Regions from separate parts of the Cyprinus carpio genome. Here region 1 is linked to region 2. The links are chromatin contacts, called in public Hi-C maps. All regions are on one chromosome and are shown on one strand. Each heading gives the region's core, a stretch centred on a gene start, on an enhancer-like site or on the middle of the called end of the contact. The rest is flanking DNA. Distances are from core to core; before and after follow the strand shown.

Region 1 (5,899 bases), core at 2,640-5,139, 140 kb after region 2:
GAGCGGTGTACACCTTATTATACAGTCCCCGTCTTTTCTCAGTGCCCTCAGGAGATCGGTCTTCCAACACTGCCACCCACGGCGCATCAGGGCTCAGCGTCTCCGGCGAGCGCTTCTTTCAGTCACCGTCCAGAAACATAGTGGTACTAAGAGGCTCGCTACCATTGCGGAGGTCTCTAGAGCAGCTAGTTCAGCCATCCCCTGCTTGTCTACCGGTTCAGGTACAAGAAGTAAACACTCTCTTGAGGAAGGAGGCCATTGAGGGGTTCAAGAAGGATGGAGGGTTGCATCCCATTTTAGATCTGCGTCAATTGAACTGAACCACTTGAATTGAACCACTCAAACACAGGAAGTTCCTGAGGTTTGCTTTTGGGGGCAAAGCTTACCAATATAGAGTTCTTCCCGTTGGCCTTGCACTCTCACCCCACACTTTCACGTGTATGGATGCAGCATTGGCTCCTCTGCAACTCCAGGGCATCGGCATACTCAACCCACGATGCAGGCATGTCTGTCTCCTGCTCAGATCAAGTCGATCCTCACTACAGTCGCGAGAGTGAGAGAAGGCCAGAGAGAGTGTCAAGCAGTTTCAAAGACTGCTGGGTCTGATGGCAGCTCAGTCCAAGGTGATACCTTTTGGCCTGCTGTACATAAGACCCTTGCAGGGGTGGCTCAAGACTAAGGGGTTCTCCCTTAGGGGAAACCTGCTCCACATGCTCAAGGTCACGTGCCTTAGACATGTGTAGGAAACCTTGGTTCTTTGTCTCAGACACATACGTCCACAGAGCTGCCCTGTGGAGAAAGGCGGACCAACTGCTAGTGTGCTACGGTCCCCCAAAGAGAGATCTTCCTGCTACTAAACAGACCCTCAGCCGGTGGATAGTGGATGCCATTTGCATTGACTATGAGTCCTCTGATCTCCCCTCTCCTCTGGAGTCAAGGCTCACTCGAGCAGAAGTGTAGCGGCCTCCAAGGCCTTTTTAGCAGGTGTATCTATGCAGGACATCTGCAACGCTTCGGGTTGGTCCACGCCCCTAACGTTCATCAGGTTCTATGGCCTAGATATGCGAGCCACGTTTTCTCGCCCTAGCTGTGCTCTTCCACACTAGGCAGGGATTTGTAAGTCAGGCAACGTGGGCATACTCATTCCCATAGCATTTTGACGCAGCTTGAGTTCCTGAAGGGAAACTTCTCCAGGTTACACATATAACCATGGTCCCCCAAGGGAACGAGACGCTGCGTCTCAGTGCCATATTTCTGGCATCCCTATGAGCGCTTGCTTCATTTCCTAGAATCACGCAAATTCATGCATTATGTACAGTAATCACATTGGAAAGGTCACAAGTGGTCCACTCTTCATCTGTGTACTCTGGTTCAAAAAGGTAAGGTAGGACAAAAAACTCCATCTCATTTTCTCCTCCAACTTCAAAAACATCCGACATTGTTTTACCATTTTTTGTAAAGGGCGTTTGACTTTCTTTGCACGTTTACTTTGTAAACACTTTTTTTTTTTATTCAGATACCCAATTAGTCAAAAAGTACATAAACAATGCCAGCAAGCATGCAAGCTGTTATCAAAGGCAAAGGAGGCCATTTTTGTTATTATGTGAATAAATACTACTTAGTTGTTTCGGTTTGTTATTTTCCCAATAAATGACAATAACATTTCTAGATATCTTTTTTTTTTTTTTTTTGACAGATTCCTAAAATATTTGTGATTTCTCTATTATGACAGGTGGTCTTATAAATTGTTAAGCACTGTATGTTTTCATAGCATTCAGTTGGCACATTTGTTTGAAGGACATTGGGCAGACTGTGGAATAGTGTGTTTTTGTCAATAAAATTGAAATAAAGAAAATTGTGGGGGGGGGGTTTTCTTCGATTAATCAGAAAAAAATAATCAGCCAACTAATCGATTATCTAAAAAATTGTTTAAAGGAACATACATTTTTTATTTTATTAAGAAAATGACTGATCGTTTAGCTAGACAAGACACTTATTCCTCAGCTGGGATCGTGTAGAGACTTTTAAAGCTGTACTGAAACTGCAATTTGAACCTTCAGCCAGTTGTACCCCAATGAAGTCCACTATATGGAGAAAAATCCTGGAATGTTTTCCTCAAAAACCTTAATTTACGTGCGACTGAATAAAGAAAGACGTGAACATCTTGGATGACATGGGGATAAGTAAATTATCAGGAAAGTTTTATTCTGGAAGTGAACTAATCCTTTAAATTCTTCCATTCTACAGGCATTAACATATCTCATGTTCACTTACCCATGCTGAAAAATTAGATCGATTAGTAAATGCTTAAATAGTTGCATATTTAATTTGCCTTTACAGTGTTAAAAGCAACTGTATTTTCCCTGACCCTGACACAATTCAAAAAGCAATTACTTGATTAGTTATTAAAAACAGGCCACCTTGATATGAATCACTACATACATAACTGAATTTCACTTTGAAGAATGTGCTTAAAAGATGGAAATTACATTAATTAATACAAACACAGCTTTTCAGTATCTTCAAGCAATTCAACATATGGAAAATGGGAAATTGTCCATATAATTACATCAATTTCTTGTACACTTTATATCTGCAATATACTAGTCTTAATAAAAAAACCTGGGTTGAGTGTTTAAAAGTTAGACAGGTCAGACTTCATTCTGCAGAACTACCACTTTATATACATAATTTACACTTAAATGGCATTTTCACTTAAAAAAAACTCCCCAAGTTCAAACTATTAAATTAAAAAAAGGTACCCTGCTGTAGATGCTGCATAATGCAAAATCAGTTTACTGTAAACAGTTCAAACTTTTTTCACAGAGAGCAAACTAATGCATAAACTCATTTTATCATCGCTAAAAGTCCTTCACTTATTTACCTGTCGGTACCTGTCTCTTCTATGCACATGTTTTGGGTGGAAAAGAGTACCTGAAGTGAACCCATCAGCACAAAACGCGTGCCTGCTTCAGTACTGTGTGTGTGTGTGTGTGTGTGTGTGTGTGTGTGTGTGTGTGTGTGTGTGTGGCAGCCACATACTGTACCAGCAAACACGGGGCTACAATGTATCTGTTGGTACAGTATATGCCTGCTACAAACTAGGCCCTACATACAGAAAGACAATCTCCAAACCGGCAACCTGTGCAATGTCCGCCGTGCTAACATGCCAAAGCCCGCGTCCACTAAAGCCTGTAGTGTCTTACAGTGGAGAGCGACGGGAATGAACCGTTTTAGCTTTAGGACCGCTGACCTGTCAAACCACGCAGCTAGCGTACGCTTGAATCAGCTTCGTACGGCAGAAGAACACGAACGAATGCTGCATGAGCGAAGCGCGAGAGCCGTAAATAAACGCGCACGGCGCGCGACTCACCGAGTGAACGTTTGGCGGGTTTCCGGGAGATCGCGGCGATCCTGCGAGTCGCAGACAAGTCAAAACGTCCTGCTTCGTGTATCCAGTGCAAGTGTGGAGACACTAGTGCACACAGTGAGCCACAGTGTGCCTTCAAACTAATGCTTCCTCCTCCCAAAGTCCTCCGTTTGCTCTTTAGCTCGTGCACTAGGCTCTCGGTGGAGGGTTTTCCCCTTAGTTTGAAGGGGAGAAAAGTCCTCTGCCTTGCCCGTGCTGCCACGACAGGGATTTGAAATGAAGAGAAATACTACGATCGCTCCTCCCTCCCCGTCCCCGGTCGCGCTCATGTACAGTACCACAGGGAGCGTATTAAACAATTTAATAAAACGATCTACCGCTCTCTACAGGACTAACACTGTAAAATACTTCCATGACTGTACTCCATCTCTCTCTCTCAGACTGCTGTCATGTGAGGCGGATGACAGCTCGCGAAGCGTCCGTCACTATCCAACATCACTGAAGAAACTCACAGCCGCGCTTCTGATTTAAAGGTGCATGCAGCATTTTGCTAATTAAAAAGGTTTTACATATAAAGAAATGAACGTAATAATGTAAACTCACATGCGATCAGACTCCTGACTTCTCGGTCTCATAGAAAAGACTATTTTATTCTACATAGAGTGCCCCTCAGGAGAACACATGACCAGCCATGTCATACAATTTTTAATACTAATAATTAGAATAATGGTATAATTACTATATAGTTTACTTTAGCTCTTCTAGACAAAAATAAACAAACCAAACAATATAAAAACAAACATGAAACAGTATAGTCCAGAATAAAGTTATGGAGCAGGTGGGCAACTCACAAGTTCAAACTTTTAATGAGCTTTGGGCGTTCATTTATGAAACAATGGCATTTTTGGGGCTGAAAATGCAAACATTGAGGTTTTTTACTATTTTTTACTATTTTTAGATGGTGTTTTTGATTTTTGGTTTCAAAGAGCAAGTTTTTGAAAGCAATATATATATATATATATATATATATATATATATATATATATATATATATATATATATATATATATATAATTTATTTATTTATTTATTTATTACTTTTTGAAACCAGTGATATCATGGACATGCATATTAGATGTTTAGGTAGGTGTGGGGGGCACGTGTTTCTGTACAAAGTGACATTGCTAGCTAGTGGCCTGGCATGCATAATAATTTCATGTCATTTTTGTGGACCAGTGTGAACGGGGATCATTTTAACAATGTTGTCATCTTTGTGCAAAACTTTAAAAAAAATGTAAAGTTAAAACATTTACAGTACAACATTGTCATGTAAACATACCCTGGGTGGGTATCCACCTTATTTTTTTTATATATATATATACCTTATGGATGGAAGTGTAAAAATGTAACAGTCTCAGTTGGAGTAATGAAACAAACAAGCCACAGTGGCACACAGAACTTTTTTGACACAGATTGAGGAAAAATGTTAGGACATAGCAAGCACTAAAACATCACAGTCGCTGCAGGGGTCAGAAGGAAACAGTTGAAAAGGAGCAAAACAAAAAATAAAAAATATATTGCAGTAGCAGTTAGTAAACAAACTTCATTCATCCAAGGTGAAATGTCTCAATGCACAAAACCTCTGGAGCTCACACAGTATAATCTGACCCCATTTAATAATTGTAACATCTTCCGATAAAGCCGATTGTTACAAATGGGACCAATAAAAATTTGCACCTGTCAAGGAATAGTTGGCTAAAAAATAAATTAAAAAATAAAAATTCATTTATAATTTACTAATTTTATTGGAAATGTATAGAATAAGCTTTTCAATAATAATGTGGTATTGATATGAATTTTATTAAAAAGACACAATACCATTATTATTTTTCACCATGAGAAATACAGTCTACTTTAGACTGTTCTATTCAAGGTTGTTCTGCTAAATCTCACAGTGAGTTATAAAGATGGTACATATTTGAACCTTCTCAAGTCTGTATAAGTATTCTCAATTCCTTAAATTTAGTATTTAACTGCATTCTAATGAGGTCTGATCAAACCTAAAACAGAATTAGACATTTGAGCAAATAACTGGAAAAAAGAAATGCTCACTCTCATACTGAATCCAAATTAAAGACTCATCTTTACCCAGTGAGGCTTACCATGTCTGCGTTTGTTAGTCATTTAGATTTTAAATCAGTTGAAAAATAAAGAAAACTAATTTAGAGAAATTCATGCTGGTCTAAACTGTTTTTTTTTCAGGGTATAGGCAAGCTGAATCTGCCCCAGAGGGTCAAATAAATTGTACGATGGGATCAACGCTCCAAAGAACTCCTTCTTCCTCATCAAACCCTGGTCTCCCACAGTATAATTCTGTGTAAAACTCTTTAATGGCGCATGTTAATACTTAACACAAATGCTACATCCTGTAAAGTACAATCCAATTACTGCCTTAAAACCAGATCTGAGACTACTAAAACTGTTTACAAATGGATTAGAATCCAAAAACAATAAACTTTGAAAAAAAAA
Region 2 (6,766 bases), core at 1,869-4,368:
TGTCATCATTTACTCACCCTCACATTGTTCCAAACCTGTATGAATTTCTGTGGAACACAATATATATATAATATATATATATATATATATATATATATATATATATATATATATATATATATATATATTTGTGCTCTTTTTCATATAATAAAAGTGAATGAGAACTGGGTCTGTCAAAATCCAAAAGGACAAAAGTACACCCTAAAAGTCATCTATACAACTTGTATATGTTTTCAGAAAAAAAAAGAAAGAAAAAATAGATTTTTAGTTGAATTTTTTCTTATATGGAACCACTTGCTCTTTTTAGAGGAAGATCTTAGAACTATAACTGCAGACCTGGATCCCTCAAACACTCTTTCCTTGGAGCCAGAAGCATCTGACAGCGGCCATTTCACACCCAACGACACCATTCTGTCTGACATGTGAGTTCTGTACTGAACGTTTCACACTGACCCACGCACAGTTTAACCAGGATACATGATCACATACATTTGTTTTTCAGCCAGGACAGCTTGTGTAGTGAGTGGTCTGATCTGAGTATGGATACGCCTACATCTGAACCTGGCTTTCACAAGTCCTCCTCCTCACTCTCAGTGCTCAGTGATGCCAGCACATTTCTCCCTAGTCTCCCACCTGACTCTACAAGCACCATCTCTAACACACGCATTGGTGAGCGCACACCATACACAGGAAGAGAACTGATTTTTTTACTTGAGATATTGAAAGGTGGTAAGACACACGCTGTTACACGTTGTGCAAATTAGACTTGTGACCATGAGTAAACATGTGGCCATTTCCTCACAATACCAAAAGTTTGGGATCAGTAAGATATATTTTTGTTAATGTTTATGAAAGTTGCTTATGCTCACCAATGCTACACTTATTTGAGGAAAATACAGTAAAAAACATCGATATTGTTAATTATTACAACTTAAAATAATCTTAAAGATTTTAAAATATAATTTATTTTTGTGATGGATGAATTTTCAACAGTCTTCAGTGTCACACCATCCTTCAGAAATTATTCTTATATGCTGATTTCATGCTCAAGAAACATTTCTTATTATTATATTTTGGTATATACTTATATTTATAATGGTATATATTTTCTTTGAAGAATAGAAAGCATTTATTTTATTTTATTTTATTTTATTTTATTTTATTTTATTTGTCTTTACTGTCCCATTTGGCCAATTTAGTATTAGACCAAGTATTAAAATTAATATTTATAAAAAAAAAAAATAAATAAATAAATAAAAATCCTTACCCCAAAGTTTTGAACAGTTTTTTTGGAACAGCAGATTGAGAGAGAGAAAAAACCCTAAATATCACAAAGTATATAATCAAAATGTATGTGTATCATTTTAATTGTTTTTTTTTTCTGTGTGTGAACCTCTGTTCAGGAGTTGTTCGTGGTGTACCTGGCTTCTTTCTTCCATCATGGGTTCTGCGTATGATTCACCTGCTGGTGGCTGTTTTGCTGGGAACAAGCCTGGCTCTGGTGGGACTATATGGGAGCAGGTTTTCCAGCTCTGTGGTTCTCATGTGGCTGGTGTCTGCCCTGTCAGCCTTCCTCACTTCTGCCTTGCTGTTGGAACCATTTGCAGTGAGCTATAAACCTATTCTGCACTGTTCCTTAGATTAAAAGAAATTGAAAGATGTAGATTTTTACAGTATGTTCTGATATTTTTCTGCAGATATGTATTCAAGCACTATATCTGGCTGCTGTGGTGAAACCAGTGGACCCAGAGGTAGAGAACCGTTTGGCTCAGGAGACAGAAGTCAGAAGGACAGAAGAGGATCTGGGGGATAAGGTGCATCCTCTCTGTGGATACGGCCTGCTGCAGGCTAAAGAGGAAGCACGGAAGCTGAGAACACTTAGAGCCTTAATGAGGGTGAGCTCAGACCCACAGATGAATCCATTCAGCTCTCATTTAGTCCTCAGAGACCTATAACAGCTGGATTTCTCCTGCTTTCTGACTCTAATGCATATTAATATTAATTTTAATGTTCTTTTGTTTCATGTTTTACGCTGATAATCAGAGCTGCTTAGTCTATTTGCTCTTCCTGTTGGTGGTTCTGATGGTGAACTACCAAGAATATGTTCATGAGACTAACAGCAGACGGCTTCACTCGGCTATTAAACAGACGCTGATCACAGCTTTACCAGGCCAGCCCAGTCTCACTGCATTATCAGGGTAAGTCAGACTCTTTACATTCACTTCCCCCAGTAACCCTCATGTTCTGCTGAAACTGTTTTCTTTTTGAGGTCCCAGAGACCCCAGAGATTTTTGAAAAAAAATAATTTGGTGTTAATCTCTTTTAAATATGTTCCTCGGACATAATCAAAACTTTAACCCTCTGTTGTATTGCAAAATGCAATTCAGAAATGTGACTTTAGTTAATTCTGCTAAATTTTGAAGTCTGGGAGACCTTATAAACAGATTGAAAATTGGTTAGAAAAAGAGATGCATTAGTTAGCGGTGCAAAGTTTATTATAATAACAACAAAAGTACAAGATACTAAAAAACTAAAAAAAAACGGAGCAAAAGACTGCAAGAAGAGCGAGTTGAGCATGCATGATAAAACCAGACAATGATTCAACATTTTTTGTTTCAACATTTTTTTTTTCTCATAGATGGGTGGATGCAGAACAGTGGGTAGATGGGAGGTTAATATCACACCTGTTTGAAAACCCTTCTCTTTCTTTAACTGGCCCTGCAAGACTGCAGAAAGTTCGTTTTCAAGACTGTAAGGACTTGCGTCGTTAGGCCAGATTTAGCTTTTTGAGAATTTGCTAAAAATATATATACATTTGATTTTTCCCTCCTCAAAGTCTGCAGTCAAAACATCAGAGATAAGTTCCAATCTGGTCGACTTCCTTTGATGCTGACTGCTAATGTTTCATCACATGCCAACCCTGTACACCAGAGCTCCTCAACACACAGCAAGAACACTGCAGCACTTTCAGCATGGTGAGAGATAACAGGACACAAAGAGAAAGACTTTTAGTGTGTGAAAGTTGTCATGCAGCCTGAACAGCTGAGAATATAATGTTTTCCTTAGTGCATTTGTCTTCTGGCATATAATAACAATGTCCTCTCTCAACCAAGGACTAAGAGTGCATCATGTGCATTCAGTGAGTCAGAGGAAGTAGTGCTTGGGAACAACAGTGAGTCCACACGTCGGATCCTGTCAGGCTTACAGACAGCAAAGTGGATTACAACTGGGTATGATATTACGCCATTACACACAAAATAGCACTACAGAATAAAACCTTGTTCTTTAAATGTCCAGACTTGTACTAAGGACCTTTCTGCACACATGCTGTAAGTATGGAACTTATACAGTGTTATTAGTACCAGAGACCCATCATGCTCATCAGCTCAATGATTTTTGTTTCTTATGTTTTTTGTGACAGGACAAAGGCAGTATTGATTGAGTTCACTCACTATCATAAACAGACCAGCATCTTGGCACCAGTCTCTATTCTCCTTGATCAAACACAGACAGGCAGAATCCTTTCTTTCATTTCCGTCCAGCCTTTTCACATCTCTCCATTATTTGGTACAGACTTACATGTCACATTGACGGTACTGGCTCTCCTAGTTCAGATTCAGTTTGAAAAGAATCTTACAAAGTTGGATCTGTGGTCTTCTTGTAGTCGTATTAACGCCTGTTTTCTAACTAGGTTCTGCTACTGCTGTTTGCCCTGTGCTTTGTGAGCGCTGAAGTATGGGCCTTGATCAGAAAGCCAAGTCAATACCTGAGGCAAGCCTGGCGCTGGTTTCAGCCGTTGTTAGCTCTTCTGACGCTAGCAGCAGCTGTTCTTCGTCTGTATTTCCTCTACACGACTGCAGCCTTCATCTCCAGACATTGCTCCAGGCCCTCCTGCTTTGCTGACTTCCATAGTGCTGCCACACTGGCCAGAAAGTCCAATCAGCTCTCAGCAATTGTATTAACCCTCTTGGTTCTAAAGGTATTAGCCCTAAAGCTAAAAGGTTTTTTTTTAACTCAGTTTGCATTCCTGAATGAAATGCCAGTACATGCTGTAAAAATAGCAGCAAAAATGTTTTAAAGCTGGCATGATCTGTTTTCTAAATGGATGGTAGTGATCTTAAATGCACGCTATTGATTTATTCTTTCCTATCTTTCTTTTTAAATGTGATTTTATTCAAAACAAAATAACTGGATCTTTTGATGAAACGACAGACTTCTCTCTGGTGAAACCTCACCCTTTTTTTAAATTTGACCTCAAGCTCACATTCAGACCTGCCTCCATTCAAATTAACAAATAATGCATTGAGTCCATGCACTACATTTTGTTTTTTGTTTTTACTCGGCTGTACCTCACAATATAGAAGAAGAGGTCTGTCACTTATTCCTTTACATTACAACTTTAGCAAAGCTTGTAATCACATAAATACAATTCAAAAATGTAAATAACATACTGTAAATATAGAAAGAAAATGGGAAAGACATTAACAGCATTATACATATAACATAAAAAAATGAACTACATCAAAATTTGTGACCAATCACAATTCAGAGGTATGTTTTGACAGATGGTGGGGATCCTGCGGTTTGTTAGGCGATGGTTGGTGATAGGACGGGTTATTCGACAAGTATTCCCTCAGATCTGTGGCGTGGTGTTCCTGCTGCTCCTCTTGTTGCTTCTGTTCTCTCACACAGGCATCATGGTAGAATGTTTTTTTGTTTTTCATTTGACATTGCATTGTATTTTTTTCTTTAAATCTTTTTTGCTTCTCAAACACAGCTCAGGTCATTCTCTCCATCTCTTTCAGCTCTTCTCGGGTTCAGTAGAGGGCTTTAGGACCTTAGGGCAGGCCAGTTCCTCTCTGCTGTGTTTGTTAAGGGGCCACATGGGGTTGCGTCGACTTTGTGAGCATCATCCTGTGGTGGGACCTCTCTACTGCCTGTCTGCTGTGGGCATTGGATTTTGGGTACTGGGGCGCCTATGTGCTGCTGTATTGATTCGAACATACCGAATGGTACAGGCAGACATTTACAGACCAGCCATGGAGCCGCAGGACTATGAGATGGTACAGTTCCTCATTAAACGCCTCAAGCTGTGGATGGGGCTTAGCAAGACCAAAGAGGTACAAAGGACATTTGGGTTCATTGAGATTAGTTTTACATGTACAGTATTTATTCAGCCGACACTTTAATCCAATGTGACTTGACTAGAGATAATTAGAAAAAAATATATATATATATATATATATAAATTGATAAATAAATAAAAATTAATTATGAAATTATAAAATATAAATAATATTTATATAAATCATATTTATATAAAATACATATATTTAAATATATTTAAAGATACTTAGAGTACCATACAAACGTTTGGGGAAAATCATTTTATTTGGCAAGGATGCATTATATTAATCAAAAGTAACAGTTCAAAAATATTAAGCATCAAAAACTTTCCAACCTTGATAATAATAAGAAATGTGTCTTGAGCACCAAATCAGCATATTATATAATTCTGAAGGATTATGTGACACTCAAGTAATGGCTGTTTTGCAATCATAGGAATAAATTACATTTTAAAATATATTAAAATAGAAAATGGTCATTTTAATATTACTGTTTTACTGTATTTTTGATCAAATAAATGCAGCCTTGGTGAACACTTCTTACAAAACATTAAAAAAAATCACTGACCCCAAACGTTGCAAGTTTATGGACATCACCTTTAACTCTAATACACAATATAATGCAATGCATATTTCAAAATATGGGTAAAACACCTGTGGAAAAATCAATGGAAAATGCCTTCATATTAATACAGTACAGGACTTTATGGAATTTTCTTAGTGTGTATATATATATATGCATGTGTGTGTGTGGATAAAAGTGTCTGCTAAATGATTAAATGTAAATGTAATAAACAAACCTATTTCTTTTTATTTCCTTTGTAGTTTAGGCACAGAGTCAAGTTTGAGGGAATGGTTCCTCCACCCTCTAGATCCTCCCAGGGCTCTGAAGCCTCCAACTGCTCTGTCCCGCTCAGTCCCAGCGGTCCTCGCCAGGTATCATCTGCCTCTTCTTCGGCCTCCGATTCATCTGTCATTTCAGGCAGTTTTAACTTTCACCATTATGTGGACCGCCTGGTGCCCTGTGTTGACAGCCTCGTGGCTGGTTTCGACCGCGTCAACCAGCTGACCGATGAAGTCTATAACTTTGAGCTCCAACTTCAGCAAACCCAGAGCAGAATTTACCAGAGAAGAAAGTCTAAGCTTCAGCAGGTGACCTCCGAGGGACATGATCCAACACCAAAGCTGCCACCGTTCCCTCGACATCCATCTACCTCTGTTTTGGAATGTGACCACACTCCAGTTTCTCTTCAAGGTGTCATTAATACCCTTCCACGTTGCCGTGCTACACACTCAGAGTCCTCCCTGATGGGGCCTGCTGCTCAGTTAGGTAAGAGATTACTTTCTGCATTGGATGGAAGTATGAACAGCCCAAACCTGAGAAAATGGGGTGTCCCAAGACGCAGGGCCTGGAATTCAGTCACCTGCCATTCCGCTGACACCACTCAGAGGTTACCTGGATCTCACAGCACTGTGGCCTTGCCAGTGAGACCCCGGAGTGAAGACGGAGACCGAGATCATGTATGTGACGGCATGCCGATTAAGAGACAGGCATGGCACACTGAATAAGAGTTTCAAATATGGTAGTATTATTATATTAAATGTGAATAATAATTTTGCTCTTTTTTAATTTTTTGACA

Evidence for each region. Hi-C and Micro-C count contacts between places; a contact is called where the count stands out from the background.
Region 1: a contact with region 2 is called in a Hi-C map of red blood cells, with 3 times the contacts expected there. The contact joins the promoter of thrab here to the enhancer-like site in region 2. A contact is called at or near these places in 6 of 8 Hi-C or Micro-C datasets (liver, red blood cells and skeletal muscle).

What each region holds. Positions count from the first base shown.
Region 1 is chrA12:12,051,297-12,057,195 of ASM1834038v1, forward strand. thrab (thyroid hormone receptor alpha) reads right to left here and starts at 3,890. Exons shown (of 10, transcript XM_042767565.1): 1 at 3,374-3,890.
Region 2 is chrA12:11,909,118-11,915,883 of ASM1834038v1, forward strand. pkd1b (polycystin-1) reads left to right here. Exons shown (of 42, transcript XM_042767564.1): 30 at 308-422; 31 at 503-669; 32 at 1,404-1,606; 33 at 1,698-1,895; 34 at 2,044-2,198; 35 at 2,639-2,751; 36 at 2,837-2,976; 37 at 3,109-3,230; 38 at 3,422-3,593; 39 at 3,692-3,979; 40 at 4,566-4,700; 41 at 4,806-5,120; 42 at 5,952-6,766. The coding sequence ends at 6,695. Among protein-coding and RNA genes, the nearest start is that of pkd1b, 20 kb to the left of the region's middle. Within about 2 kb of position 3,119, at least 1 of the 8 cell types and tissues checked has an H3K27ac peak or open chromatin away from gene starts, as enhancers often do.